Regions from separate parts of the Mus musculus genome. Here all the other regions are linked to region 1. A link is a contact called in public HiChIP or PLAC-seq data. All regions are on one chromosome and are shown on one strand. The core of a region is the stretch at or near the end of the contact, and the rest is flanking DNA. Distances in the headings are between cores, read along the strand shown.

Region 1 (6,853 bases), core at 2,084-4,583:
TGGAATTACAGTTATGAAGGAGCAACAAAAATATTATAGTTGGGGATCACAAAGTAACTATTAAAGGGTCACAGCATTAGGAAGGTTGAGAAACACATTTTCTTTTGGAAGCAAAACAAACTTGCCTCCAAGGACAGCTATTTTAATGGAGTTCAGTTTCTCCTGGCCACTGTAACACAGAAGAAAATAAGCCTTACTGTTCCCCACTATGGAGCTGCAGAATCAAGAGGCACTCTCTTTCCTCTGAAAGCACCATGGTGACACAGGCCACCTTGGCCCTCTTTGACAACCAGGAGGTAACAGATGGGTTTAGAGCACTCCTCAAGAATGTTCTTTTCAAAGAATTTTCAGATTAGGCCACTTAAGCTGCAGTCATTATCAGTTTAGCAACCAGTCTTGAGCTGTCTTTTGAAACTGCTAGCTGGTGAATAAGAGAAATGTTCCTAGAAAATATTCGCATCTAAGGCACTAAATCTTAGCAGCTTACCAAGAAACACCTGCTCCAAGTGCCAACAGCATAAGTCACTCCATCCCTCCTGCCACCGAGTGTGGCCTGCAGTTTAATCCCTTGCTCCAATCTCCTCCACTTGCTCTGTTGGGTGGAGGCTTTAGGTTGTGGCCATTTCCTGTGACCACCCTGGATAGCCATATTAAAGTACTCTTTCTCCCTCAGCCCTTCCATCGTGACTTCCCTGAAGTGGTGGTGGGAAGGATGTTGGGCTAACTTGATGGCTCATGGCTCAGGGGGCAGTGAAGTACTTGTCACACCTGACAACCTGAGTGACATAAACGGGGCGGAAGATAAACTCCACACTAAGTTATCCTCTAACCTCTACAGGTGTCCCAAGGCATGGCGCGCACGCGTACACGTGTACACACACACACACACACACACACACACACACACACACACACTTTAAAAAAACGTTTTATTGATTTCTTTGTGAATTTCACATCATGTACCCCAATTCCACTCATCTTCCCATCCCTTCATATCTGCCCTCCACTCTTGCAAACCCCTCCCCCCCAATAAAATAGAATAAAACAAAAAACAAACAAACAAAAAAAAGAAAACCCCAAATATCTAGTTGTGGGAACTGTAGTATGTCATAGTGTGTCACCCAGTACACCCTTTTGTCCACATATCTTTACTTGCAAATGTTCTTTGCAGAGAGTCCTTGGTCTGTTGCGAGGGCTCTGGGTTCTGCTACACTACCACTCCTGGATCCTCATGGGGACTCCTCTCAGATCTCCTGTTGTTGGTCTGTGTCGTGGAGATCCTGCAGCTCTGGATCTGCAGGACCAGCCCCTTTACATACTCTAGCAGATCATAGATGGGGTAGATGTTGGAATAGGCAAACTCAAAGCCCTGGATCTGGGCCTGGGTAGCTGAGTTGGTCAGCCCGCCCCTGCACCCCCAGGGTAAGCTCTCCAGTAGCTCAGCAGCACAGTCAGTAAGAGGCGGCCTCAACTCTTCTCTCAGATCCGCATGGATGTCTCACCGGTGCATTCGACACTGGGGCCAGCTCTACTGTGCTGCCCAGGCAAGGTGCAGGGCCCACTCTCCTAAGGTGAGGGGCAGGGCCAGCTCTCCCACCTACTGCAGGTAGAGAGGGGTCGGGTGGGGTAAGGGCATCTCTCCCTTGCCGGCCACAATCCACAGCAGACAAGGTGCAGGGCCTTCTGTGTTCATGTCCTCAGGGCTAGCTTACCCAGTCCCTTGCCCTCAGGGTCAGCTCTACTATGTTGCCCAGGCGAGGGGCAGGGCCAGCTCAGAATAGTGCCTCAGGCAGCAGTCCTGACCAGGGACATCTGCATGGCCTTTGGTGGTAAAACAGCCTGGGATATCAACACAGACCTGGTTGCCATAGGACCTCTAACCCAGACAGGTGGACCCCCGAAGCAGTATGGATCCAGATGTCCCACGGTATCAAGTGCAGCCATTCAGATTAGCATGTCTCCCCTCCCTCTGGCAGCATGCCTCTCAGATATCCACATGGTCTCTGGTAGCAGCCCAGACCACTGACATCCACTTTGCCTTTGATGCTAATTCAGGTGCCAGACATTGACACAGACTGCAACTCCAGCTGCAGCAGGACCAGGAACCCAGACATGGCCCTTGGGGGCAGCTGGAGCCAGGACCTCAGCATGGCCTCCTCATATCCCCCTATTCTTCACTGCCTTCAAGTCCCTAGTTCCACCTTTCTCCACAGTATATGAACCCTTCAGCTTGGTTTCCTCCTCCATCTCCACCACACTCCCCATCTTTCCCATCTCCCCATCACACATTCATCCATCGTAGTGGTAGCCACGGCAGGTGCTTGGGTGTCTTTCATCCGGCCTCCCCCAACACTTTTTAAAAAATTAAGTAATGCTATATATTTGCAGGATTCACTCATAGTAGTCACACTCATAGAATCACTCTAGAGCCATGTGTGGTGGCACATACCTGCAATCTCTGCAATGGGGGAGGTGAAAACAGAAAGATCAAGATAAGGGAGTTCAAGGCCAGTGTGGGCTACAGAGCAAGTTTGAGGCTAGTCTGGGCCACATATGACCTTGTCTCAAAACAAGATAACGACAAATAGGTAGATAATATTTTTTTTAAAAAAATCATTCTAGAAAAATGCTCCTTCGCCTGTAGGTAGTCTCCCCTGGACAGCCCTTTTTGACATTGGGTTCATCTAAGCTAAAAAGCTAGAAGACTGGATTTTTCTAAAGCAACCACTCCCCACTGCCAATTTCACTTCAGTTTTTCTGCGTGTCTCCTTTTCCCTGTCCGCTCCCCAGCATCTTAGGATCTCTAAAGCTAAACTGTAAACGGAGCCAACTGAATAACTGCTGTTTTTAGTTGAGGGGAGGGGTGTTAGTTTTAAAAAGATGCTATTCTGACCCCCTTCCTTAAGGCCCGACCTCTGTCCTAACTCATCTTAAATCTGGGCCTAGAATCATGCAGGTAGAGAGCGGTGATGGGCGAGGCGAGGGAGGGCATCTACAATCCCACTACAATCCACAGCAGACAAGGTGCAGGGCCTTCTGTGCTCACGCCCTCGGGATTAGCTTTCTTGCTCCCTTGCCATCAGGGCCTTGCCATCAAAGGTTACGCGCCTTTATTCCAAGCGCGTTTTCTAACAGCGCGTGCGACTTCAGGACTACAAACCGTTATGAGAATTCTGTGTGTGCATAGACGCCCAAAGCTTTCCTGGCCCGCGAATCGCGGTTCGGTTCCGGCAGCAGAAGGCGCTGTCTCCCGAGGCTGCGCTCTATCCCCGCCCCCCGCCCGCTCCCGCGTACTTAGGTGCGCAGGCGCGGCTTCGCGGATTGGCCGTACGCGGGAGCCGTCATTCGGTGGCGGGTCCCGGCCGCGGGGCTGGCGGGCTGAGGGGAGGAAAGATGGCGGCAGCGGCGGCAGCTGGTGCGGCTTCTGGGCTGCCGGGTCCAGTGGCACAGGGATTGAAGGAGGCGTTGGTGGATACCCTCACCGGAATCCTGTCCCCGGTGCAGGAGGTGCGGGCGGCTGCAGAGGAGCAGATTAAGGTGCTGGAGGTGACAGAGGGTGAGTGAGGCGGGACCGTCACGAGGATGGTTCGGACCAGGGCCGGCCGCACAGTCCGCTGACCGTAGGGATTTGGGGATCTTGAGCCAGCGGAGAGGTGGGCGTCAGGAGTGGATTAGGAAACGTGGGGGTGGGGGTGCCGCTGGTGGCTGGGAAAGTCCTAGAAGAAGGGTGGCGCGTCTGAAAGGAAAGGGTCGGGGGAGGTGGAGCCTTAGCGGGGATGGGGTGGGGGAAGACTTGAAAAGATAGATAGATAGTGGCGGGGTTCTGCCGAGGACAGAAATGAAGTTCGACGTGGTGCTGGCGGTGTCGCGCAATCTAGATGATCTCTGAGCCCAAGACAAGGTCTTTTTGCCGTTTTCTTCACCAGCTCTGTTGTAGTGGGATCAGGGAAGGGAGCTAGAGAAGAGCCAGAAGTAAGGCCCTTAAGGAGGCGGCCACCATCGAACAAGTTTCAGCATCAGAGTTTTAAATCTGGCTGGTTGTTCAGACACATCACGTTTTCCTAGAAATCAACTCAATCCGATGCATACGACGCTTCACTTTCCGACCATGCTTCCCGTTTGTTTTTTGTTTTTTAAAGACTTAATGGCAATTATTAAATTACTGTGCATTTCTATGTACAGGAACCGATCTTCCTTTGTTTTAGATTCTTTGTTCTCATCCTCCCGTTATGTTCTTTAACGTGTTAGAGAAGAAACTATTAGCTTGACGTTTTCTTTTAATTTCCTGTTTAGTGGGCTTTCAGCGGGCCTGTTTTCACAAAGAACAGAAAAAAGGGTCAAGTCTCCTTGGTCTTTATGTAAGAAACGTACCTGATTCGGAATTCCAGATCCTCGGAATCCCCAAGCTCAAGGGAATATTTCCACTGCTCCTTAAACTTAGGCTTCCTCAGAAATATGGGAGATTGTTTCCATATTTGACCAACCACCCTCAAAGCCTTGAGTTAATACTCCTGCAGGACTTTTTATTGAAAAGAAGTGGATGTGGTGGGGGAACCTCCCTTGAATTTAGTTTTTATATCCTCTAATATGACCAACTATTGAAGGCAAGTTTCCTTCTGTTGGGACTATTGGGATTTAATAGGTTAGAGACTATTTTGAAAGGCCAGGTGTAGTTTTATAACATTACCAGACTCTTAAGAGAGGGAACCGTGAATGGAAGAAAGCTATTGGAACGAAGCACATAACTAACTTGTCCTGAGGTTTCTAGGTCAAATTCCTTGACTTTACAGTTCATGCCTCTGCCTCCCTCGGTATAAAGAAAGAACGCTGATGGGCAGAAACCTTACTAAGTTTAACTTGTTACTTGCATTTAGTTGCTGGGCTGATGCAAACCGATCCTTAATTAAACCTCCCATGAATGATACCCAGTGTTTGAGCTAATCCCAAATGTATGGCTGTCACCTTAACTGTGAAAGGCCGGCTTATGTTTAGACTGTACAATAGTTCTAGTCTTACTCTGATTTCTTCTTCAACTCATAGCCAGATGCTATGGCCTCATCTAGGGCACAGCCACCTATACCGTCCTTGAGATCGTTTTGAAGTTCTTGTCACCTACTCTTGTTACCTTTTGGGATCTTGAAATCAAAAGTACAGAATTTCGATCTGATCACTGATGAGTAAATTGATAAAGGCCACCTCAGTTCTCCCTCCTGTCCCCATAACCTACTGATAATGTGTGAGTGGCCTGCTGAGAGGCAGGGGCAAGCTCTGATACAGTAACAGGAATGGCGGCTGGTAGTGAGGTATATGACTCAAGTACAGAATGTGGTTACAGAGGTGGATCAAGTCTGGAGTTGAATATAGTAATATTGGCTTTAAAATAGTCTTCAGTGGCTTTAAAATAGTCTTGTCCCCTTCTATACCTGTTTTTATTTAGAGGATAGTGGTTCATTCCTTAAGAGTCTTTTCCGGGAGGGGTCTTTAACAGTAATCTCTCCCATTGGGTCCTGAGCATCTCCAATTTTACATACTGGCTAACTCTGAGATACTTTCTAAAGGTTCGCTTCTAACAGCTTCTTTGGCTGTGGCCCTTCTTTACATGAAATGACAGCACCTGGTCTCCTAGGGGGAGTTCACGAGCTTCTTAGTCCTGGATGGTGAGGAAATTGTTTCTGTAATGAAAATGTTTCTTGAGCTCCTGCTCTTGCCCTGTCCCTAAGCACTGGGATCTAGGGGAGCCTGCAGACTTTGCATAGTTAGAGCCTCGTTGTCACTGAGTGTCACTCGGAGTCGTGTGGTAGCCAGCAGACAATTGTCCCCTTTTTCCTAAGAGGATTAGAGTTTGAGTTCGATTAGCAGAGTTTGTAAAAATTTAGTTCTGCCCACATAGGGTAAAAGTAAAAGTGTTTTTATTTATTAGCATGTTCTTGTAATTGTTTCATTTGTAGACTGACATATGTCAAGCATACATTAACATGGGCATCAGACAAGAGATGTGTAGATTCCCAAAGGTCTATTGACTCTGAATCTTAATGTTCTGTCAACAACAACTGCTGCTGTTGCTTCTTCTTCTCCTTCTCCTCCTCCTCCTTCTTCTCCTCCTCCTTCTACTTCTCGTCCTCTTCCTCCTCTTCCTCCTTCTCCTTCCTCTTCCACTGTTTTAATTCCGCTTATGGTAAGACTGCTTTCCGATGTCACCTCTTTGTTTCTGGCATGTTGATGCTTTGCTTCTTTCCTCTTTCAGTTCCCTACTTTGCTTCAAGAAGAACCCTAAGTGCTCGAATGCGTACCTTCCATGTGCGGTCCTGTGTTCTCTAGCTAGCAGAGCTGACAGTTTTGTAAAAATAACTAGGTTTAGACCTGTCTTTTTTTCCTCTTGCTACTTATTTTTATTTGTTAGAAATGAATACATGCATACCTCCACTCACACACATCATTTGCCCTTAACTACGTTTTTTGTCTTTTTTCTTTTTCTTTTCTTTTCTTCCTTTTTTCTTCTATGCTTAGGGTTGAACCCAGGGCCTTATGCATTCTAGCCAGGCACGCATTCTACCACTGAGCTGTAGTCCCAGCCCAGTCTTTTCTGCCCTTGCTCCACAGAATCCATGCTTCCTTTTCATCTCCCGCCATTGCATTGACCAGAGGATGTGGATAATTCCCTGGCATTCCGATGCTACTCAGTTATATATGATGATTTTCCCACCTTAGATGCCTAGAGAGATGATCCTGCTGGCTGGAAATGCTTTCTGGTTCTCATGGGCACTTTTCTGGCTTTCTTACAGTATAGCATAAGCACTGTCCACCTGCGAAGGGCACCCCGCAAGGATCCAGACGCACTCCTGGGCATGTGGCG
Region 2 (7,366 bases), core at 3,247-5,746, 240 kb before region 1:
GTCTACAGAGCAGTCCTTATCCCTCCAGAGACCCCTGATGGACCTCAGGGGCCTTTGCCCCTGCCTAGCTAGAGGAGAGGACACCCTCCATTGCCTGTGTAGACAACATGGGAATGGGGTGACCACACTCCAAGGCCAGGCCAAGCATCAAGAAGCCCCGGAAAAGCATCTATCTTCTCGGAAGAGCCAGAGGCCTGGTGGACAGCTCTGTGGTGGCAATTATCACCATGAGAGCTCAGGGCTGTGGGCTCCTTTCTAGTGCAGAGGGCATCAGAGTCACCCAGTGACTCTCAGCTCCTACTCCTGGCTCTCCAGCCCTCTGTGATGCTGCCAGACCGCAGGCCCCCTTAGTGGCCGACACACAGATGGGTTGCTGTTTCTGTAAGAAAGCCCTAGAAAGTCCTGGTATCAAGTTCAGATTCCTCTGCATTCCCACGGCACCAACAGTGATGTTGAAATGCAATATTTCCACCCCCCATCCTTCCAACCAGGGTGGTTTGTGATTAGAATCCAGTCAGGATCCCAGGGCCTCTGAGGAGCCTGGGCAAATTTCAGCCCAGTTTCCTGTTTTATAAAATAGTGCACAGTGGTTCAGGAAGAAAAACAAAAGCTTGGCATGTGTGCTCATCCAGCGTCCCTTAGCATAGCCCCTGAACATATCCTATAGTCCCCGTCCTAGTGTCCATGTGCCCAAACACAGAGGCAACCCTGGGAGATGGTTAAGGCTTGCTTTTAGGTTGTCTGCCCTCCATGGGGAGCCCACACTGACTGCATCTTCTCCCCGAGCACCGTCCTCTGCTGGCGGTGACTTGCCAGCAGATATCTCTTCATCGTCCCAGTTTCTACATGAGTTCACCGTGGCCCACTTGCTCACACCCCTTACACTGGGAAGAACAGGCCATTGCCCAGGAAACCGCTGGCTGCAATCCAGTCCCTTTACTGTAATCATGTTGAGAAAAAAGGCAGGCATGACTTTGCTTCGGCAGGAATTAAAAGATGAAGGGAAGAAGGAAGGGGACACCAAGGTCATTTCTATGGCTCTTGTAAAAAGACAGAGGATGCCTCGGAAGCTGAAGAAGAGATGCTGTCTCTGTGCTGTGCTGTGTGGCACCTGAGATGTGGTCGCTGTGTTGTGCTGTGCTATATATGGTATCCAAAATGCTGTCTCTGTGCTATGCCGTGTGGCTCCTGAGATACCGTCTTTGTGCTGTGCTGTGGTGGCAATGGAGCCTTATGTGAGGCATTCAAAGGGGCAGAAAGGAGGCAACCTAGGGTTCCAAAAAAAAGCAGATGAAAAACAAAGCAAACAGCACCAGTAAAGAGGTCTGGATGGATGGCTCAATGGTTAGGAGTTCCTGCTACTCCTCCCAAAGTTCTTGTTTGCCTCCCAGCACCCACCTTAGGTGGCTCACAACTGCCTGTAACTCCAGCTCTAGGGGATCCAGCGCCCTCTTCTGGCCATGCACAGGGCTTACACTCATATATCATATGCATACACATACATAAAAATAAAATATAATAATAACAACATAAAGCCAGTATCAGAGTAAGGGGGAAATAGAATTGTGTTTCTATGCTTCTGATACTTCCTAGGTGTGTGTTTTTGTGTCTGACTTTGTTTGTGACTTAGAATATACCATGTGCCATGTGCCTGTTCCTGTCTCTGAACCTTCATCTGTAACAGGGAGCTAACTCTAACCTAGCTCACCGGACAGCCTAGCTTATGGGGACATCTGTATAACAGAGTCTGTGTAATAACACACTTAGCTTAGCACCTGGCTTGCAGAAACCAGAGATTATTGACAAATAGTCGCTCACGGACAAGACACTTGACCTTCTGAGACCCGACCCTCCACTCTGTAAACTGGGGTTTGACTCTGGTTCCCTTTGGGCCTGCTGAGAGACTGTGGCTGCAGATGTTGTGGCATAAGATGGGTTCTCAGTGAATGAGTGCTTCCTTAGGGAATGCTTGAAGTTCCCCTTTGGGGTGACCAGAAGCAGATCCCTGTCCCCTGAGAAGCCCACACTGTGGCTTTCAAGTCTCTGCATGGGATGGAGGCTTAGGATTTTCCTCTGGCAGGGGTAGCATCTCAGACAGGAGAGGCTGAAAGAGTTTTGAGAGACATGAGAGTATGCTGTAGCCGGATGAAGGCTTTCACAGAAGGTGTGGCCAGAGTGCAGAAGCACTGGCCTCCTCTCTCCTCCAAGGGTTTGGTTTAGAAGTTGTCAAGGACCACAAGCTGTTCTTCCACTTCCTTTTGAGCAGGGCCTAAGTCATCTGGCGCCGACTGTATCATAGAGGCCTTGGGAAGAGATGGTGCAAAAGGAGATAGGAAATCTGGTTCACCCTTTGTCTGCGTGTCTGTGCATCGTTCTGTGGCTACCACTAGAGGGCGCAGTTGCCCAGCACAACCCACAGGATTCCCACGCCCTCCTCTGCAGCAGCCAGCTGGCCCCTGCGTCATTTGGGCTGGGAAAAGCAGCGAGGCTTACCCACTCAACTCTACACTAGATGAAAGACGGGGGTGGGTGAGAGCCTCGGGTGGGGCAGCCCTGCACTGTATGGGAAAACTAGGCGAGCAGAGGACTTTAACGGCCTAGAGAGCAGAGCTGGGTCTGTTACCCTCAATGGTGTTTAAGACTTTGATTCTTGGCATAGGCTCTATCTATAGAACTACCCCTGTCCCACAAAAACAAACAAACAAACAAACAACCTCAGTTTTTCTCTTTATTCTCCTGGACTATCAAGTATGTTGGGTGATTTCAAACAGACTTAGATGGTGTTGGTTGGCAAAAACAAACCGTCAATGTTGTCTAGTCTGGCTGTCTCTGGAGTCTTCTTTTCTTGCGGTTACTGGGACCCGCAGCCAGAGCCAGCTTTCCCTCCCCTATCAGCACAACCCTCCTGTGTGGCTCTGCTAACTTGCCCACTGTAGATGGATATAACCCGCCCCAAACTACCATTTGCCTTAGCCTTGGGCTTCCTTGGCTGATGACCAACAGAACTCGTGCATCTGCAGTAACTGGAGGAAGTACAGGAGGAACTGGGATAAGCCTAGGACCCTGGTTCCCTGCCAGAGCCCTTGGCCGTAGCGTGCCTGGAGAGGCAATGATTTAGTGAGACCCTGTCACCTAGCTCTTCAAGTCTCAAGCTGCTGATGCCATAGGAGGATGCCGCTGTGTCTATAAACCCATCTCTGGGGCTGTGTAGCTGCCTTTCTCTTTCCCTCTCTGCAGACCCTCTCTTTGGGAGTGGAGGTACTGCTAAGCACTCACCGTGGTCTTCATATGGTCCACTGGGGTCTTTGGCTCTATGCCATAAGCTGGGTCTCCCAGGGCTCTGAACAGTGATGGACAGACCAAGTTGCTTCCTATCCTCGGAGCCCCAGAGTAGGCAGTGGGCTGGGGGCAGGGGAGGCGGGGCAAATGAATCCAGCATTCCATAGGCTTCCAAATTGTGTGCCTCTGTACTTGCTCTTTCCAAGAATCCTACACAACTACCTAGAGTCTGGTCTGGGGCCAAGCTGGAGTCCTTTCATCCCGAGCCTTCTCCCCCAGAGACCACCGAACTGCAAAGCCTGGACCACAGCTTGCCTCTGCACCGTGAGGGCTCCTCTAGCAGAAAGACGAGAGTCCTTCTGAGAGCCTCCTCCTGACTTTACCCAGACAGGGTTAGCAGACCATCTGGTTCCAGTGTAATATGGTCAGGGAGGCCGTCCTAGATGCAGCGATATTTAATATTAGAGGATATGAACAGGAAGATGAGCTGGTTCCTAGTCAGGATGATAACACAGGAAGAGATGAATCTGCTGCAGTCATACACGGGGCCACCCAGAGGCAGGGTGTGGTCCCATCTGACTTTGCATCCAGGGTCTGCTGCTTACTGGCCGTGACTGTGAACGAGACCTTCCAGTGCTTGCTAAGACTGGATGTGTCTGACACTGGCATTAGAGTGGGCATTATATACGAACTGACTTATTTCTCTTTCTTCTGTTTTCATTTTTGGGCTTTTCTTCTGGGTCCTTTATTTCTAGACTCCGGAAGCTCCCCAGGGAAAGAGATGGTCCTCCCTACCCACCTCAGGCAAAGCCCTGCCTCTTCAACAGTGGGTTGACTTAAGGTCTAGGGCGGTGTCCCTGGCTTGTCTCAGGATCTCCATATCTTGATGCCCAGATTGGGAGTTCTCTGCAGCTAGGGGCTGTGCTTCCCCTATCAGCCTCTTATGTCTTAGTCAGTAAGTACAGCTCGGGCATAAGATGTTCAATGTGGAAAAAAAGGGTCCGCACTGAGTATAACCAATGAAATCTGAGACTCATCGAGCAGCCCCTTGCTTATGAAGGTACCTGGTAGCTCTCAAGGTGTTTTGCTAAGTGTGTTCCAGAACTTGGGTCCTTGTAGACAGAGGGTGTTTCTCAAGTGCAGACATCTGGAGGGCAGATGTGGAGTGGGCTGGGGAGGAGTGAAGTCCTGGAAGACTTGGGATTCCAGGCCCCGTGACTCACTCCCCATTCAAGGCCACTCCTCAGCAGCTGGGCTGCCTAAGGCCTGGGCTGTCTGGAGTTAGCCAGCCAGGTGTGGCTGCACAGTGGTCCCTGGCCTGGGGCACAGCTGTCTCTCAGCTGGATAGGACTGGAGAGCTCCTGACTGGGCACTCTCTCTATGCCATGTTCTCAGAGGTCCCCAGGTTCTGCTGAGCACAGCTGAGGGCGTGGTCTTACAAACAGGCCATTTAAGGGGGTATGTGGAAAGCAGGTGACTTTCTCCTTCTGTTTCAGTTGGGATGGGGTTCCCAGGGTTTGTGTGGTGTGGTGTGTGTGTGTGTGTGTGTGTGTGTGTGTGTGTGTGTGTGTGTGTGTGTTTCCCAGCCTGGGAGCAATGGAAGTGAGCAGATTCAGGGCAGAAGTGTGTGTGAGAGGGGTCTGCGTCTACTGTTTGTCATATCATCAAAGCACTGGGAAGGGGGTGGGTTCTGAGGTCAGCACCTTGGTCCAGGTCCCAGATGATGGTGAAGGTGGCTCAAAATCTTGTCTGAAGCCGGGCGTGGTGGTGCACGCCTTTAATCCCAGCACTCGGGAGGCAGAGGCAGGCAGATTTCTGAGTTCGAGGCCAGCCTGGTCTACAAAGTGAGTTCCAGGACAGCCAGGGCTATACAGAGAAACCCTATCTCGAAAAACAAAAAGAAAAAGAAAAAATTGTCTGAGTATCATTTTCCTCTTTAGAAAAGTGAGACTATTCGCAGCTCAGGGTGAGGCCCGGGGCCAGTGAGGTCTTGTAAGGGAGCTTGGCAAACAAGTCTTACAAGGATAGATGATGGTTAGATTTCGGGGTGACCAGGGCCCTGATTAAGCTGTCCTGGTCTTGTTAGTGAAGTCCTCAGGGAGGAGTGAGGTGGGGAGCGATAGACTAATTAAGAACTGACAGGAGAGACTGAGGGTACATCCATGCTTAGCAAGCCTACAGTGTGACATTTATGGCACTGAAAACAATCAGGTCCCCCGGGACTTGTCTGTCAGCAAAGCTCTGCTCTTCACGGTCACAGTATCTGCCTTCCGTAGCTCTCCAAATACGACCTCATCCCACCCTCACCACCGTCCACTGAGACAGGAGCTGGTGTTCTTGTTTTGTAGATAGAGGATCTGAGGGTATCCGATACAGAGTCCCTAGGTGGCCACATCAGATGGTGACAGATCTCCTACATCCGATTCTAGACTCTGGGTTCCTCATTACCTCAGGTGTAAAGGGGTCCTGCAGGACTTGCAGCAGAGACTTAGGGTACCACCACCCCATCAATGTTAGAGTAGGAGTCTCAGGGGATGGTCCTCTGGCTCAGTTTCAGCAACTTTTCCCAGGCTGGGCTATACTACAGAAAAGCTCGTTGGGGTCTGTTGGGGTCCGTCCTCGTTGTGAGAGGGCTGGCTCAAGGTGAGCCCCTCCCCCTTAGCAGTTCTGCTTGGACCTTTCTCATCCTCCTCGCCCTCACTTATAAGACAGGAGGCGAGTGCTTTCCCTTCTGCTATAAAAGAGGACCACAAGGTGTTGCTTAAAGGGCAGGAATTGTTCTCGTATAGCCCAGTGCATCAGAAGTCCAAAGGATGCCACTGAATAAAGCCAAGAGATAGTTCAATGGTGTATATTGCACTTGCCTAGTGTGCATAAAGACTTGGGCTCCAGCCCCAGCAGTGAAAAAGGAAATAAGACAAAATTGAAGATATCTGTAGAATCAGGAGAATCTATCTGTTCAATGCCCCTGTTGGCTTCCACAGGCCATAGTTCCATCCATCCATGTCCTTCAGAGTCAGTAAGAACCAGACAGCCCCTGAGCTGCCATCCCTCTGGCTGCAGCAGGCAGAGGCTCTGGTTTGTCAGGACGTGTGTGATGTGTTGGTGTTCACCTGGACAGTCTAAGATCTGCTCCCCGTCGTCGGAGGGCTTCTCACAGCTGTAAAGGCCCTTTTGTCATTTTTGGTGACACACATGGGTTTGAACAATAAAGAATGAAGGTCTTGCCGGGCAGTGGTGGTACACGCCTTTAATCCCAGCAATTGGGAGGCAGAGGCAGGCAGATTTCTGAGTTCCAGGCCAGCCTGGTCTATAGAGAGAGTTCCAGGACAACCAGGAACACAGAGCTACACAGAGGCTACACAGAGAAACCCTGTCTCAAAAAACCAAAAAAAAAAAAAAAAAATTAAAAAATGAATGAACATCTTTGGGATTTACCATTCTACCAAACAGGAAAACTGACGGTCCCTATTCTAGTGTCAGGAATAAACATACATATTAAAAGAAAAATGCCATGTAAAATGACTCACATACTAAGCTCTTGGTAAGCACATGGGCATTGCTATTTGTGCAGGTTATTTTTCCTTGTTGCTAGGACCAAATACCTAACAAAAAGTAACTTAATGGGTTGGGTTGGCGGGGGTGGGGGGTGGGGGGTGGATGTTGTTTTATCACAGTTTGAGACCATACAGACCATCATGATGGGGGAAGACGCGCTGGTGTGAATGGCGTATGCCTGTGGCAACAGCAATGTGAGGTGACTGCCTGCTAAGCCTGGAGTAGGGACATTTCAAATCAAACCCTAATACTATCCAGTACTATGTAAGGCACTCAGGACTTTTTAAATGCTAGCTCTTAGTAACATGTCCCAAGCTAGGGAGCTAGAGCCCTCATTTCTGTTGGCTCTCTCCCCATGCCTCAGTTTCCACCACTGTCAAAGGAGAACCCCACCCCCACTACCCCCTGCACTCGGCAGTTCACACGCCAGGCTCCGGAGGCACACAACGTTTCCCTTGTGCTGTGTGCAGGCGGCTGCCAGCGGCGGGCACAGGGCCCGGCCCACTGCTCTCCCAAGGACACAGCATTC
Region 3 (6,955 bases), core at 1,477-3,976, 150 kb after region 1:
CCTTTTATTGGAGAATAAATACAGAATCCAAAGTCTAGGTGGGTGTTCTATGCAGGCTGGAGAATCATGTGTGCATGCTCTCAGTTTCAGATGAATGAGTTTATTAGGCATGTAGCAAGCAAAGTAAAAGAACCAATAGCAAGTAGCAGATAGACAGGAGCAGACAGACAGCAGACACACAGCAAATTATCATCAGATCAAACCCAGCAGAGGTGACAGGAGCAGTGGAGTTAGAAAGCCAAGATAACATCAAATCAGGCCTTAGCGACATCCAGCAGGAACTGACTGGGGAACTCTGGAATTCCCAGCCTAGCAGCTTTTCCTGGATAAGCTGCCCCTCCCCATCACAGGAACTTTTATCCCATGGAATAAGCAACAGTCATTTCTGTTGGAAGTAACTTCAAGCTGTTCAGGGACTCGGTGTTTTTAATAACCTTAGCAGCTTGCTGTTTTCCTCTTCTCCCTTTTACATAGTGGGGAAGGGGGTGAAGAGGGAACAGTGGCATACTGACCCAGGACAGGGGCAATTTGGAGGACATTTTAAACAAATTTGGGGTTGAAGTGGAGGGGTCAAGTTTCAAGTGCCAGCTTCTTGGTGAGCTAACATAGCAGGTAACACTTTACCAATACAGGTGCTCTGTTGTCACTAGAATGTCCCTGCTTCTATGATTTTTTTTCTGCATTAAGTTAAGGAGAAAAGAAAAACCCAGATTCATGCATGGTGAGTTAAGACTTTAATCACATCAGTCAGGAGGCAGAGGTAAATAGATCTCTGAGGCTGAGGCTGCAGGTCTAGGCCAGCCAGGGCTGCATTAGTGAGACCTTGTCTTATGAGAAGGGGGTGGGGGTCTGGGGTATAGTTCCGTGGTAAATCATTTGCCTAGCATATGTGAGTCTCTAGGTTCTATACCAGTTCCTGGGGGAAGTTTTGTCTTTGGATAGATAATAGAGATATATACCTTTAATTGTTGTTTTCCTCCTCCAAAGACATGAACAAATATCTGTTCACTATGGCTAGGGGTACTCTGGACTACTGAAGAAACATACCCAAAGCTCCACAAAAAAAGAGTGTCCTCTGTCCCTGCATGGTCCCTATTTCTTTTCCTTTCCTTTCTTTTCTTTTTTTTTTTAAAGATTTATATATTTTATTTATATGAGTACACTGTAGCTGTCTTCAGACACACCAGAAGAGGGCATCGGATCCCATTACTGATGGTTGTGAGTCACCATGTGGTTGCTGGGAATTGAACTCAGGACCTCTGGAAGAGCAGTCAGTGCTCTTAACCACTGAGCCACCTCTCCAGCCCATAGTCCCTATTTCTATAACCTCGAGAACCTTGTCACATTCTGAGCTACCTAAATTGTATGACCTTCTTTCTTCTTTAAGACTGAAAAGTGCCGGGTGTGGTGGCATACACCTTTAATCCTAGCACTCGGGAGGCAGAGGCAGGCAAATTTCTGAGTTCCAGGCCAGCCTGGTCTACAAAGTGAGTTCCAGGACAGCCAGGGCTATACAGAGAAACCCTGTCTCCACAAACCAAAAAAAAAAAAAAAAAAAAAAAAAAAAAGACTGAAAAGTTTCAATCCCTAGGAAATGGCTACACTTAATCTCTTCATTTGTTGCCTCTGCAAGGCACTGTCACAGAAGAGAAACAAAATGTAGCGCTGTGTCCAGCTCAAACTGAGCCACACAAGGAAAATACAAAGAACATGCAATGGGCGACTAAGCATTTCCATGCGTGCAGGGATGAGGGTGTAGCTCAAAGGCAGAGTGCTTGTTTAGGGTACTTAAGGCCCTACATTTGATCTCCAGCATTGATAAACAAATATTATCTAGGAAGGGTGTAATCCCATAACTCCTCAAGCTGATGTAGGATGGCTATTTTGAGACTACCTTGGGCTACATAGTAACACAATAATTTTTTTTAAAGTTGCATGATTTCAATAGCTAGGGAGTTTAACTAGTCTTAATGAACTCATTTAAAAATCTAACTTGAGGGTAGAGAGATGGCCCAGCGGTTGAGAGTCCTTGGCTGCTCTTGTAGAGGACCTGGTTTGGTTCCCAGCATCCAATGACAACTTACAAGGTCTGTAACTCCAGTTCCAGGGGGTCCGACTCTATCTGCAGGCACTAGGCATACGTGCGGGCAGAACACCCATCCATATTTTTTCAAAAGAAAAAATTAAAAATAGAAACAACTAAATTTAAGTTGAGTGGGAACATATAGATATATAACAACCACAAAACGTCTCTGGTCCTGACACAAAAGCGTTAAAGATCTGTGTGCCTGGGGTTGCGGGGGTTTGTGTGTGTGTGTGTGTGTGTGTGTGTGTGTGTGTGTGTGTGTGGCTATTTACTAAGCACGCTAGACATCTTCCTTGACGGAAGAACAGCATTACAACTCCTGTTTTACAATTCATTCAAGATGTCACACATGTCCTAATGACTGGCCTAGTGGAGAGAGTGAGTGAAATTTCAAACCCAGAGCCTTTCAATCCAGGTTCTGGTCCCCTGCATCTTGCAGACTGCTTAGAAGATGGGGAATCCTCAAGGGTGACCTGGAACTAGGGTGACCCACCACACCACCTACTTCGGTCTCAGGGTAGCACAGGAACCTGTGTGAAGCAGGAAGAGGGGTTGTGTGCCACAAGGGAGGGGACAGCCCCAGGGGGTTAGGGGCTGTGGCCGCCCGAATTCCTCGGAGGGCGGGGCGCATGGTGGCGCGTCGCCTCGAGGCGGAGCCTGCCAAGACCCGAGGAGCGACCGACCTTCCTGGCGGGTGAGCAACCGCTCAGGAGCCATGGAGAGCGGCGGACCAGGCAACTACAGCGCGGCCGCCCGGCGGCCACTGCACTCGGCCCAAGCCGTGGACGTGGCCTCGGCCTCCAGCTTCCGCGCCTTCGAGATCCTGCACCTGCACCTGGACCTGCGGGCCGAGTTCGGGCCTCCGGGCCCGGGTCCGGGAAGCCGCGGATTGAGCGGCACGGCGACGCTGGAGCTGCGTTGTTTGCTTCCCGAGGGCGCCTCGGAGCTGCGGCTCGACTCGCACAGCTGCTTGGAGGTGACGGCGGCGACGCTGCGACGGGGACAGCCGGGAGACCAGCAGGCGCCGGCAGAGCCCGTGCCTTTCCACACACAGCCCTTCTCGCACTATGGCCAGGCCCTGTGCGTGGCCTTCCGGCAGCCCTGCGGTGCCGCCGATCGCTTCGAGCTGGAGCTCACCTACCGCGTCGGGGAGGGACCCGGGGTGAGTGCGCGCGGGGCGCCCGGGCCACCGGCCTCTCTCAGCCCCCTTGGCCAGCCTGCTGCTCCTAAGCAGCCCAGAGATGGAGAGCAGGAAATCTGGCTCTGCTTCCGCAGCTTCCGCGGGAGATCCCCGTGCCCCTACTCTCTTCCCCAGAAGCCGGCTTTGGATTCCTGCCCCGTGCTCCCCATTCCTGGGCTCGAACCTCTCCAGCCGGTGCTTTGTTCCTCCTACCCGTCCTTCCTTCCTGCCTTCCTGGTCTCTGTCGGGATTATTTGCCTTAGATTGCCCTGCCTCACCTCTGACACACACGTGCTGGACCGACTTGTCCGCTAGCCTCTGTCTTTTCAGGATGAGAAACTTGCTTCGCAAACTTTGCTTTTTGTTTTGTTTTATAATTCTCCTTGCTGGAGCCTGGACAGTGTTGGTTAATTAGCTGGATGCTGACAGGGTCCTTTCATGTGCTAGCAAGCCCTTTTGGTTGCACAGGTTAAAACAGCCCGAGAAGCATTTTTACTTCCTCCTTTGAAATCCTGCTATTGACTTAAAAGAATCCGAGCAAAAATGGGAATGTGTAATTAGAGTACTCTAGACTTTATAATAATTCAGCCTTCTCAATAACGGTTGGCTCTTAAGTCTTAAGGTTTTCAGAGTTGGATGAATATTGGAAGTTTAGGTAACTATTCATAGCGGACATTTGTAAGAGTGACAGCCTTAGGCTGGGTTACAAGGTTCACCAAAGCTGTTGGCAGACTATTGGAGCTTGCTTATCCAGCTAACAGTTCCCCTTTACTGACCCAAAGAGCACTTGACTTCCTCCTTTGATTGGAGGAATAAGCGAGCCTTGCGATAGAACTTGTTGGGAAACTGAAAGCACCATGGTTTAACCTAGCACCAAAAGCAAAGCCAAGTTCCCGTCGGTGCCTGGGCGGAAGCTGGACATTGGGAAATATCTTTGGTTCCTCTGCTATATTTTGAGTCCTAATTTTCAGTGGGAGCTAGAAATTAAACAGGATTGGAAAATTAAACCCTCCCTAAATTTGCATACTCTAAAGTTGTCAAAGTTAACAACAGAATCTATTTTGAGTTTGTAATCCTCCTGCCTCAGCTTCCTGGGTGCTGGGACTCCTGGCAGTGTGCCATCATGCCTGGCCCGTATCAGGTGCCTAGGTTTAGACGTTCACCGGATGTTGTCAAACATTTAGACAAGTGCCTTGCACATCTTAGGAAACCCTGCTCATTATCCTTCCACTATCTTTTGTTTGTTTGTTTGAGACAGGGTTTCTCTGTATAGCCCTGGCTGTCCTGGAACTCACTTTGTAGACCAGGCTGGCCTCGAGCTCAGAAATTCGCCTGCCTCTGCCTCCCAAGAGCTGGGATTAAAGACGTGCGCCACCACCGCCCGGCTCTTCCACTATCTTTAAGTTATAGAGCAGAATCAATTATTGTCCTTCAAAACATCATGGCTGAGGCCTCTCTCTGCTTTCCAAAGGGTTGCCCTTTGGACTACGGAGGTCTTCACTGAGGACATTGGCATGCATTCTTTTCCCGATTTTGCAACCATTCTGATGAGCGCGCTCCCTCAAGCACTGCAGCGCCTTCTCCCAGAATTCACATGGGCGGTAGTGCCCAGGTTTCCTCGTTTCCCCGTTCTGTTTCCTTCACATCATTTAAGAACAAACGAAGCAAAAACAAACAAAACACCGTAAACAAAGATGGCGGAGGGATAATGTACAGGGTTTCCTAAGATGTACAAGGCACTTGTCTAAATACTTGACAAAATTTGGTGAACTTTCTCTCTCTATAAACGCCCGATACCAGCTAGGCATGGTGGCACATTGCCCGAAGTCCCAGTACTCAGGAAGCTGAGGCAGGAGGACTACAAATTCAAAATAACAACCAAAGACAGATTAACGGCATAACTGGGCACAGCTCCTCACGCATCTTCCACGATTTCCATTTCCCTATTAGCATCTGGTCGGTCAGCGCTGGCACACACCAGCTGTCAGGCTAACAAGGCTCCACAGGCTTTAGCGGCATCTTAGTTTTTTTACCTACTTCCTTTCCTGATTCATGAGCCCAGGCAAAGCAGCATATTGTAGCTAGCTGTGTAACTGCCCATCTTTGAGTTTGTCAGGCTTTCCTTGTTTTTTTTTTTTGTTTTGTTTTGTTTGTTTGTTTTTTATAACTTTGACAGTTTGGAGGAGTGCTGGTCAGGTATGTTATAGAATGCTCTTCTACTGGAAATTTTCAGATGTTTTCCCAATGACTACATGATTAGACTGGAATTGTACATTGTAGAGGGGAAATTCACTTGGATCACACTGAATTGAGTCAGTGTATTAGCAACATGTCATCTGTATGTTGAGGTTGACCTCGGTCACTCCTCTACATTAGTATTCTTCAGCTTTTTCTACTGTGCCACCTCCTGCCTTCCACACTACATTGTATTTATTGGAAGACTAATTACATTTACTATACTTGAGCAAAAGCAGGCAAAAGAAAAACTCAATATCTAATGTGACTTTCTTATGTATCTCTAGTGTCTTACTGTTGCAGGAACTATTAAAATAGAGCCACATGGCCGCACTACTGCAGGCAACTCTGCCCTGGCGTGTCCTGCCGGGCTACTCTCTGCCCTCCAACTCTCTGGCGGGGCAGAGCTCCCAAGTTCCCTTTGATGCCATGCCAAGCCCCATGCACCCGCCCACTCTGTCTCTAGCTAGTGCGCCACGGAGACCAATCGCTGTGTTCCCAGCTCTGGTTTGCTTGTCTCTGGCTCTGCTAGTTCCTTCTCAGCCATAAACTCCTGTAATCTGGAGGGGGGGGGGGGTCCCACATACCAGTAACCAAGTAAATCAAAACTCTTGAAGCTTATAATTAGCCAATCGGATTTATGTATCAACAAATTCTCAATTCATAAGATGCTAATACAATAATTTCAGAATCAATTGATAATGATAAAAGCTGCCCACCGGGCTGGAGAGATGGCTTAGCGGTTAGGAGAACTGACTGCTCTTCCGAAGGTTCTGAGTTTGAATCCCAGCAACCACATGGTGGCTCACAACCATTTGTAATGAGATCTGACACCCTTTTCTGTTGTGTCTGAAGTCAGCTACAGTGTACTTACATATAATAATAACTAAATAAATCTTTTTAAAAGCTGCCCACCTAGATTAGACAAACTATCCCAATTATTCTAACCTTTATAATATCATCGTAACTACCTGTGGCTATTTAAAGCCATGCTGGTTCAGGTTTTCCTGTTTGTCTGCCTCCATCTTGGCTTTTTTTTTCCTCTCCTGAGAGGCTTTCTGTTTCTGCAACTCCTAGCTCTGCCTCCCTTTTCTCTGTCCAATAACAGGCCTCCTGCTACATTAATATTTTAACGTAATTGGACAGGGAAAATCCTGTCACATCTTCTGCCTACTCCTAGAGGCTATGCAGTTGGTAGAACCTTCATCCAGGCCTGCCTTTCCTCTCTCACCTGCTAGAGAAAGGCTTCTCTCTTTCCTTCTAACATCTGACTCTTGCTTGCCCTTAAAGGTCTGACCAGACACTTTGTTCTTTTTAATATTTTATTTATATGAGTACACTATAACTGTCTTCAGGCACACCAGAAGAGGGCATCGGATCCCATTACAGATGGTTGTGAGTCACCATGTGGTTGCTGGGAATTGAACTCAGGACCTCTGGAAGATCAGGCAGTG
Region 4 (7,315 bases), core at 1,158-3,657, 210 kb before region 1:
AAGTCCCCCATACCCACCCACTCCCCTACCCACCCACTCCCCCTTTTTGGCCCTGGCGTTCCCCTGTACTGGGGCATATAAAGTTTGCGTGTCCAATGGGCTTCTCTTTCCAGTGATAAATTAAATTTTTATGCCTCAAAAAAAATAGTTTCAAGGGGCTTGGAGGAAGGGAAATGAAGAGTTGGGGTTTTGTTTGCTTGTTTGTTTGTTTTACATGTATGAGTATTTTGACTGCATGTACAATGTGTGTGCTCCTGGTCCCAGAGAGGACAGAAGATGTCAGATGCCCCTGGGTTTGGAGTTACAAATGTTTGTGGCTGCCATGTGGGTGCCGGGTGCCGGGAAGAACTTAGGTCCTTGGAAAGAGCAGACTCTCCAGCCCCAAAGAGAATTGTTTTTTTGTTTTTTTGTTTTTAATGGATGCACAGTTTGTTTTGCAAGTTGAAAGAGTTCTGAAGACAGATGGTATTAGTGGCTGCATACAATCTGAACGCATGTGACGCTGTTTATGTTAGTCTCCTTAAGCTGCCATATCAAAGTGCCAAAATCTTTTTGTCTCGAGATTCTGGGGTCTGGATATCCAAGAACAAAATGCCAGGGTTGGTGAGGTCTTTCTTCGTGGCTTGTATTTACAAATGAGGGAGAGTCTGGGATGTTGCCTGCTACTAAAGCACTTGCTTGGTATCTTAGGTTCTGGGTTCCATCTCTACTATCCCAAAAATAATTTAAAAAATAAAATGAGCAAGATATTTGAAGAGGCATGTCTCTAAAGAAGACACACAGATGGCAGATAAGCACAGGGAAGATGCTAAATGCAGGAGTCATTGGGGAGATATAAATCAAAACATGGCAGAACACCCATCCCCCATGGCAATGGCTATTGTCAAAAAGATAGACAATAAACACTGGCCAGGGACCTGGAGACAGGGCTTGGTAGCTAAGAGTGTGTCCTGCTCTTGCAGGGGGTGAGAGTTCAGTTCCTTGCATTTATGTCAGGAGTCGCCAGCTCCAGGGAGTCCAGGGGGATACTTTGACCTCAGAGGGCACCTACGCTCACATGCACGAAAGGTTTCGTACACAAATTGAAAATAAATATATCTTTTAAAAAAGAACAGTTGGCAAAATGTAGAGGAATCAGAACCCCTGTGCATTACTGATGGGAGTGCATAGCAAGATAGTAGCTTTGGGAAATATTTTGTCACATCTTAAAACAGAAATACCATTTGACTTGACAATTTTTCAAATATTTGTTTTTATTTATGTGTTATTTGTCTGGGTGAATGTATGCCATGTGGGTGTCCATGGAGACAAAAGGAGGGCATCAGACCCCCTGAAGCTGGGCTATAGGTGGTTGTGAGCAGCCTGGTGTGGGTGCTGGGAACTGAACCTAGATTCCTCGCAAGAGCAGCAAGTGCTCTGAACTGCCCAGCCATCTCCTCAACCCCTCATTCCGCATTTGATTTCTGACAACAAGACTGTTGAAAACCCATGGCTAAACAAAAACTTCACAGGTGTTCATAGCACCAACAATTCAAAATGTAGATATTATATTGTTGTGTCTGGCCAGACACAACATTATATAATGAATGATCAATAGATAAGCTGTAATATGTCATATGTTATGATCCGAGTCTGGTATGTTCCCCCACAGGTTCATGCTTTTTTGTGTGTTTTTTAAAGATTTATTTATTTTATGTAAAGACATATTTTATGTAAGACACTGTCGCTGTCTTCAGACACCCCAGAAGAGGGCATCAAATCCCATTACAGTTGGTTGTGAGCCACTATGTGGTTGCTGGGAATTGAACTCAGGACCTCTGGTAGAGAAACTGGTGTTCCTAACCACTGAGCCATCTCTCCAGCCCAGGTTCATGTTTTAAGTGCCTGGTCTCCACCTTAAAGGCAATTGGGCCTGTAGGAAGTAAGGCTTAAGGGGCAGAAGTGGGAATCTAACTGTGAACCTGTATAGGTTCCTGGTTCTGCCTCCTATTTCTGCTTCCTGGTCCGTGCCACGAGAGACATCTCCACCTCTCACTCCTGTCCCCATGCACCCGCACTGTGCCTTCTCCATCATGATAAAGTGAGATGCTTTGAAACTATGAAGCAAAAGAAATCCTCTCTTCCCTTAGGTTGCTTCTGTCTTGGGCCCCTGTGGCCACAATGATGCAAAAAGCAAGCAGTGTACAACACAGTGGCACAGTCTTCATTCATAAAAGTAAACATAGTATCAACATGTGCTACAACAGGCATGAGCCTTGAAACCATCACACACATGGCATAAGCCAGACCCGCAAGGCCACGTGCTGTGGGAGCCTGCTTATTTTCAGAATGGATAGATCCATTGAGACAGAAAATAAATGAGTGTCTCCAACTAGAGGAGAGGATGATGCCTGCTGGGTGTAGGCTTCTTAGGGGAACACGTGGCTGTTTTGGAATTAGGCAAGCAGTATGATTGCACAATTTTGTGATCCCACTAGAAACTGACAAATTATGTGTTTAAAGGAAAAAGTAGGCCGGGCATGGTGGCGCACGCCTTTAATCCCAGCACTTGGGAGGCAGAGGCAGGCCGATTTCTGAGTTCGAGGCCAGCCTGGTCTACAAAGTGAGTTCCAGGATAGCCAGGGCTACACAGAGAAACCCTGTCTCGAAAAACCAAAAAAAAAAAAAAAAGGAAAAAGTATATTACATTCAAGTGTATCTCAATTAAGAGAGAGAGAGGAGAGAGAAAGAGAGAGAGAGAGAGAGAGAGAGAGAGAGAGGGAGAGACCTAGTTAACCTCAGCATTTCTTTAGTTTATTTACCTGTGGATTCTTTGTAGTTCAAAGGATGATAATAATGGCCCATTTATGTTCAGTGGGATCACAGCAAAACACAGAAAAAGATTGAAGTTTTCTATTTTATCCAAAGGGAAAGGGGAAGAAAATTTGGCATCTGTGCCTCAATTTTCTCATCCATGAAATGGGGATAATGGACCTAGTATAGCACTTACAACAATGCCTACCTAGCAACAGGTGAGCAAAAAGGTCATTGCTGTTATCTGAGCAGGCATTATGGAGTGGACCCCAAATAGAGGCTATGTGGCTTGACCCTCCCAAGCACCCTGGAGAGAAGACAATGTTATTTCCATTTCACAGGTTCAGAGAGTGAGGTGGAGGAGGTGTGGTTAGGAAGCACCCGGCACCATGCTGGTTACAAGGACAGTATGAACAGGAAATGCATCCAGGCTCCTCTGATCACCCACACTCACCCTTCTCTCCATCCCACTCTCTCCTGCCTTCCATTTTATTTTTATTTTTTTAGAAATTTTGGCAGCCTTTTTGAGGTATAATGAAATTCAACGTGCTTTTAACAAAATTATTCAGTTGTTTAATTTTAATCATGATATAAAACATTTCCATCTTCCCCAAAGTTCCAAACAGTCAGTCTCCCTTTTCCTGGTCCTTGGCACCCTCTAAAGGAAGGAGAAATCAGTATTTGCTTGGATGAAGCTTATGTCTATGCTACAGCAAGGGTCAGACTATGTAGTCACAGGTCATTGAGCTGGGCCAGCCACACCTAATGCTGAACCATCCAGGCCTCCTTTTCGAGCACCAGAGAGTGAAGCAGGGTGGGGTTGTGATGGACTTTAGGTGGGCCTGCTGCAGCTCTGATTCAATGTCTGGACCACTGATGACCATAGTGTCTTGTCTTCCTCATGCCCACCCTCCATCCCCCGCTTCTCCTTCTGTCTTTCTCTGGCTTTATTGTCCTGGACCAGTGGCACCATCTACCCAGCTACCTATCTTTTTCCTTCATGCCTCTCTGCGTGCTAGCGGCAGTCAGTTTTATGAGATGGAGGATGGGGAGACCACTCTGTTCCCTGCAGAATTCCCAGCTAGCCCTGACAATGGTGTCCATCACAAAGCTGACCCTACTATCTGGATGAATGACTGCTCCAGCCCCGTGCTTTTGCCATGCTGTATAACAAGTGTGTAAGAGTCAAAACCCAGCTGTGCAGTGGTGGCGCACGCCTTTAATTCCAACACTTGGGAGGCAGAGGCAAATAGATCTCTCAGTTCGAGGCCAGCCTGGTCTACAGAGTTAGTTCCAGGACAGCCAGGGCTGTACAGAGAAACTCTGTCTCGAAAACCAAAAAGGAAAAAAGAAAAAAAAAGTAAAAAACCCTGTAAGGCTTTTTTTTCCATCCCTGCCTTCTAATTTGCTGCTTCTTCTTAGATAATGTAGGCACCTGGAAAAAAATAAAAGACAGAGAAGGAAGGTAGTTTTTGTCATTGTTTAGCCTCAAGTGACAGGGTGATCCAACAAGAACCTCTTAGTCCAGGACCCAGGAGGAAACATACCCTATGTATATATGCACAAGGTGTCTGTCTGCATCAGGCCCACCTTAGCTCCGTTGCAGTGGAGTGGCCTCTTGGGGGCTCCTGGTGAGGTACTGGTCCTGCCTGGCTGAACAGGCCTGATGTAGAAGAGGGAATGGGAAACCATAGGGAACTAGGCCGGCACTCAGAGAAAACAAGCATATACAAATGTATGCAGATGTATGCAAATCTCTGCAGCTTTGCCCGGAGCCTAGCTGGCTCTCTGAGTGGGAGCCTGGACCCCACCCTAGGTTCAACATCTCTTTTTGGCCCATTAATCTCTTCCTCCTACTTCTCCCTCCCAGGAGCATCTGCCTCTTCACGGTGGCATTTTCCCTGGACCACATGAGGGGTCTGGGAAGATAAGAAAGCTGAGTCACCAGGCAGGGGAAGGAAGAGACACAGTTCCAAGCTGGGAATGACAGCATGGGAAAGTGGCAAGAGAGCTAACTCACTTCCTGCTCACAAGTCTCTGTTTAGCCCTAGATGTCAAAATCACCAGCTTTTAGATGGGGCATTACCACTCAGCTTCTGGGACAATCTAAGCAGAGCTCTGGGTTCTCGGGCAAACCAAGCAGCGAGGAAATGGTTGTGTGGGCCTCCTCTACCTCTCCTCTCAGTGCCCATTGTCCTCTCACAAGGCAGGTCTCCTGAGGCACCTAATGGGGGACACTAACTCTCCTGTGGTGCGGGCCCCCAGTGCTCTACTGAGCAATCCCCGTCTCACTGCCATCCTCTCATTTACTGTTGGCCAATCTAAGGGGCAGCTACGGCAGATGTGAGCCTCAACCAAGTTTGAGGGAAAAGCCTGTGGGCCCCACTCTGAAAAAGTGCAGGGCCGACTGGGAAGTGGTGGGACAAAAGACCAAAGAGCAAGTTCTGGACAGCTCTCAGCTTTACTGTTCCTCTTGGTAGTGGGTGAGAATCATTTCCCTAGTGCCCCACAGCCAACACCAGCATGTCTCCTGCTCCTCCTATGAGACAGTGGAAAGAGGAGTGGTTAGCGAGCGTATCAGCTGTGAATGAAAGACCTGGGAGGCTGTGCTCAAAGTCAGATAGCTAAGAGCGATTAGAAAGGAGGATGGAAGAGGATGGAGGAGGATGGAGATGGAGGATGGAGATGGAGGATGGAGATGGAGGATGGAGGGTAGAAGATGGAGGAAGAGATAACCAGATGTATCTTGCAGGGAAGCTGAGGAAAACACAGGTCTCATGGCTCAGTCAGCAAAATGGGGACACATTGCTGAAGGGCCACCTGGATGAGGAGTCAGCCCTTGTCCCTCTGGTTCAGGCTCCACTGTCAGACGAGGGACGATTGGAATACATTTAGTGTCCCTCTCCTGTGACTCAGACGCTGTCATTCTCAGTTACATCTTTTCTCTCTCTCTCCCTGATCTCTAGGCGCCTCAAGGGAGGTTGTCCTTATCATCAAAGATGCCCCCTAACCTTGCCATCAATGTCCCTGGACCTTGGGTCGTAACCAAGACTCTGGTGGGAAAAGCAGCCTTCAGTCGCAGCCCCCTGTCCTTTGGCTTTATGAGGCTCTCCATGATGAATGCCCTCCCCAGGCCCAACCTGACTCCAGCTGTAGGCCCATCCATCCGTCAGTCTCACGGCCCTTCAGTAAGAGAGGGGACACTTTAGCCCTCAGACTCCAACCCACTCCAGGCCTGCGTCTTCCTCTCCCCTGGGGTAGACTAATGCAGGCTCATAAATTAAGACATCTGCTCTCTCTCCCCTGTAAGCCCAGAAACCTGGGGCTCTGTAATATCTCCCTTGTTTTCTTTGGCTCTATTTAACTTTCCTCCAATTAGTTAGGCCCTGGGGCAGCGGCTAGACGACAGATGAGTCAGAGGCACCAGATCCAGAACCCAGAGTTTATCCAAATGTCGGGGACCTGGTTGTTTTTCTATTCTTTTGCTCAGTTCTCCCAGCTTCTATGCCCTGGACCTGCACCAGATTTGTGGTCACTGGTGCATCTCCTTGCTATTAACTCTACTGATAGAATGAGGAGAGAGCTGTTTAACATATGCTTAAGTACACATTTTGCACCCCTCAAGATTGAGGCTCCCCAGTGGTCTTAGTGCCGGCTCCTCCCTCAACCCCGAGCTACACCTCCTCCCAAAACTATCCCTGCTGCTTCTGTCCGGCTGCAGCTGCAGAGATGATGATGATGATGGGCTGGGGCCATGGGAGGCTCGCCAGGATGCTGATGAATTAAGAGCAGGTGTTGAGAGTCTGACTTCAGGTCCTGGGGGTTCAGGGATGGGGGAAACACATCAGTACAGATGGGAAGAGGGGAGAGATCTTTGGTACGCTGCTATACAGAGAACAGCCTGACAAGAGCAAAGAGCTAAGAAGTCTGACTATGGGAAGGAATTGTTTCTCCACCACATGTGTGCCTCAAAGAGCCATTTTGGGTCCAGGCTGTGCTCAGCCCCACACCACGGCCACGGCAGTGTCTCAAGCTTGCAGAGGCTCACTTCTGCCTGCCTTGTCCGTATCATAGGCTTCTGGCCCACGCAGGCTTGGAGTTTCAGAATGACTGTAGAAAAAGAGAGAGGAAGAGGTGGCTGCTAGAAAGATACAGCAGAAAGCTCCTGCTCAGGGACTGCAGGAAGCTGCAGGAAGGGTGCCTCAGAGCCACCCATTGGTCTGTGCTGACAGGGATTTCTTTTAGGGTACCCTGAGACCAGTGAATGGCTACTGGCAGAGGCCGGGTAATTCCGGTGGTTCTGTAGCAAGGCCAACTGTGCAGTCATCGTGATGCAAGCCTTCCAGCCCATTATCAGGTAATGGCAGAGACAAGGTCCATCTAGGTTGCCTGACTCTAGTAGAAGGGAGAGGAGGAAACAGGGAGGTAGGTGTTATCTCCTGAGGGTGTATCAAAAGTCGATCCTCTGGCACGAGGGTAACGGGGAAAGTAAGGAGAGTGATGGTCTGCAGGAAAGGCAGTT

What was found. HiChIP or PLAC-seq counts read pairs in DNA pulled down with a chosen protein or histone mark.
Region 2: a contact with region 1 is called in an H3K4me3 HiChIP or PLAC-seq map of craniofacial prominence, with 4 times the contacts expected there. The contact joins the enhancer-like site here to the promoter of Ipo9 in region 1. A contact is called at or near these places in 7 of 39 promoter capture datasets (the 3T3-L1 cell line, 3T3-L1-derived adipocytes, the HPC-7 cell line and 4 more), 1 of 15 datasets of contacts at CTCF or cohesin (embryonic stem cells), 5 of 484 Hi-C or Micro-C datasets (cerebellar granule neurons, differentiating embryonic stem cells and embryonic stem cells), 18 of 115 datasets of contacts at active chromatin or transcription factors (bone marrow-derived macrophages, craniofacial prominence, embryonic basal ganglia and 9 more) and 5 of 9 other capture datasets (adipose tissue, embryonic stem cells, liver and 2 more).
Region 3: an H3K27ac HiChIP or PLAC-seq map of embryonic stem cells shows a contact between it and region 1, with 10 read pairs. The contact joins the promoter of Rnpep here to the promoter of Ipo9 in region 1. A contact is called at or near these places in 3 of 39 promoter capture datasets (the 3T3-L1 cell line, the SN4741 cell line and hippocampal neurons), 2 of 484 Hi-C or Micro-C datasets (CD4 T cells and peritoneal macrophages), 7 of 115 datasets of contacts at active chromatin or transcription factors (the SCID.adh cell line, bone marrow-derived macrophages, cardiomyocytes and 3 more) and 3 of 9 other capture datasets (adipose tissue, liver and pancreatic islet).
Region 4: a contact with region 1 is called in an H3K4me3 HiChIP or PLAC-seq map of bone marrow-derived macrophages, with 2.6 times the contacts expected there. The contact joins the enhancer-like site here to the promoter of Ipo9 in region 1. A contact is called at or near these places in 4 of 39 promoter capture datasets (the 3T3-L1 cell line, cranial neural crest, embryonic stem cells and 1 more), 4 of 115 datasets of contacts at active chromatin or transcription factors (acute myeloid leukemia, bone marrow-derived macrophages, embryonic stem cells and 1 more) and 3 of 9 other capture datasets (adipose tissue, macrophages and pancreatic islet).

Annotation. Positions count from the first base shown.
Region 1 is chr1:135,426,971-135,433,823 of GRCm38.p6, reverse strand. It overlaps Ipo9 (importin 9), which reads left to right and starts at 3,333. Exons shown (of 24, transcript NM_153774.1): 1 at 3,333-3,556. The coding sequence starts at 3,394.
Region 2 is chr1:135,665,646-135,673,011 of GRCm38.p6, reverse strand. It overlaps a transcript of Nav1 not described here. Among named protein-coding and RNA genes, the nearest start is that of Gm32835, 19 kb to the left of the region's middle. Within about 2 kb of position 4,496, at least 97 of the 459 cell types and tissues checked have an H3K27ac peak or open chromatin away from gene starts, as enhancers often do. A contact at or near this core is called in adipose tissue, bone marrow-derived macrophages, craniofacial prominence and 2 more, where this site is marked.
Region 3 is chr1:135,279,855-135,286,809 of GRCm38.p6, reverse strand. Rnpep (arginyl aminopeptidase (aminopeptidase B)) reads left to right here and starts at 2,726. Exons shown (of 11, transcript NM_145417.3): 1 at 2,726-3,248. The coding sequence starts at 2,802.
Region 4 is chr1:135,635,108-135,642,422 of GRCm38.p6, reverse strand. It overlaps a transcript of Nav1 not described here. Among named protein-coding and RNA genes, the nearest start is that of Gm4793, 41 kb to the right of the region's middle. Within about 2 kb of position 2,407, at least 8 of the 459 cell types and tissues checked have an H3K27ac peak or open chromatin away from gene starts, as enhancers often do. A contact at or near this core is called in bone marrow-derived macrophages and embryonic stem cells, where this site is marked.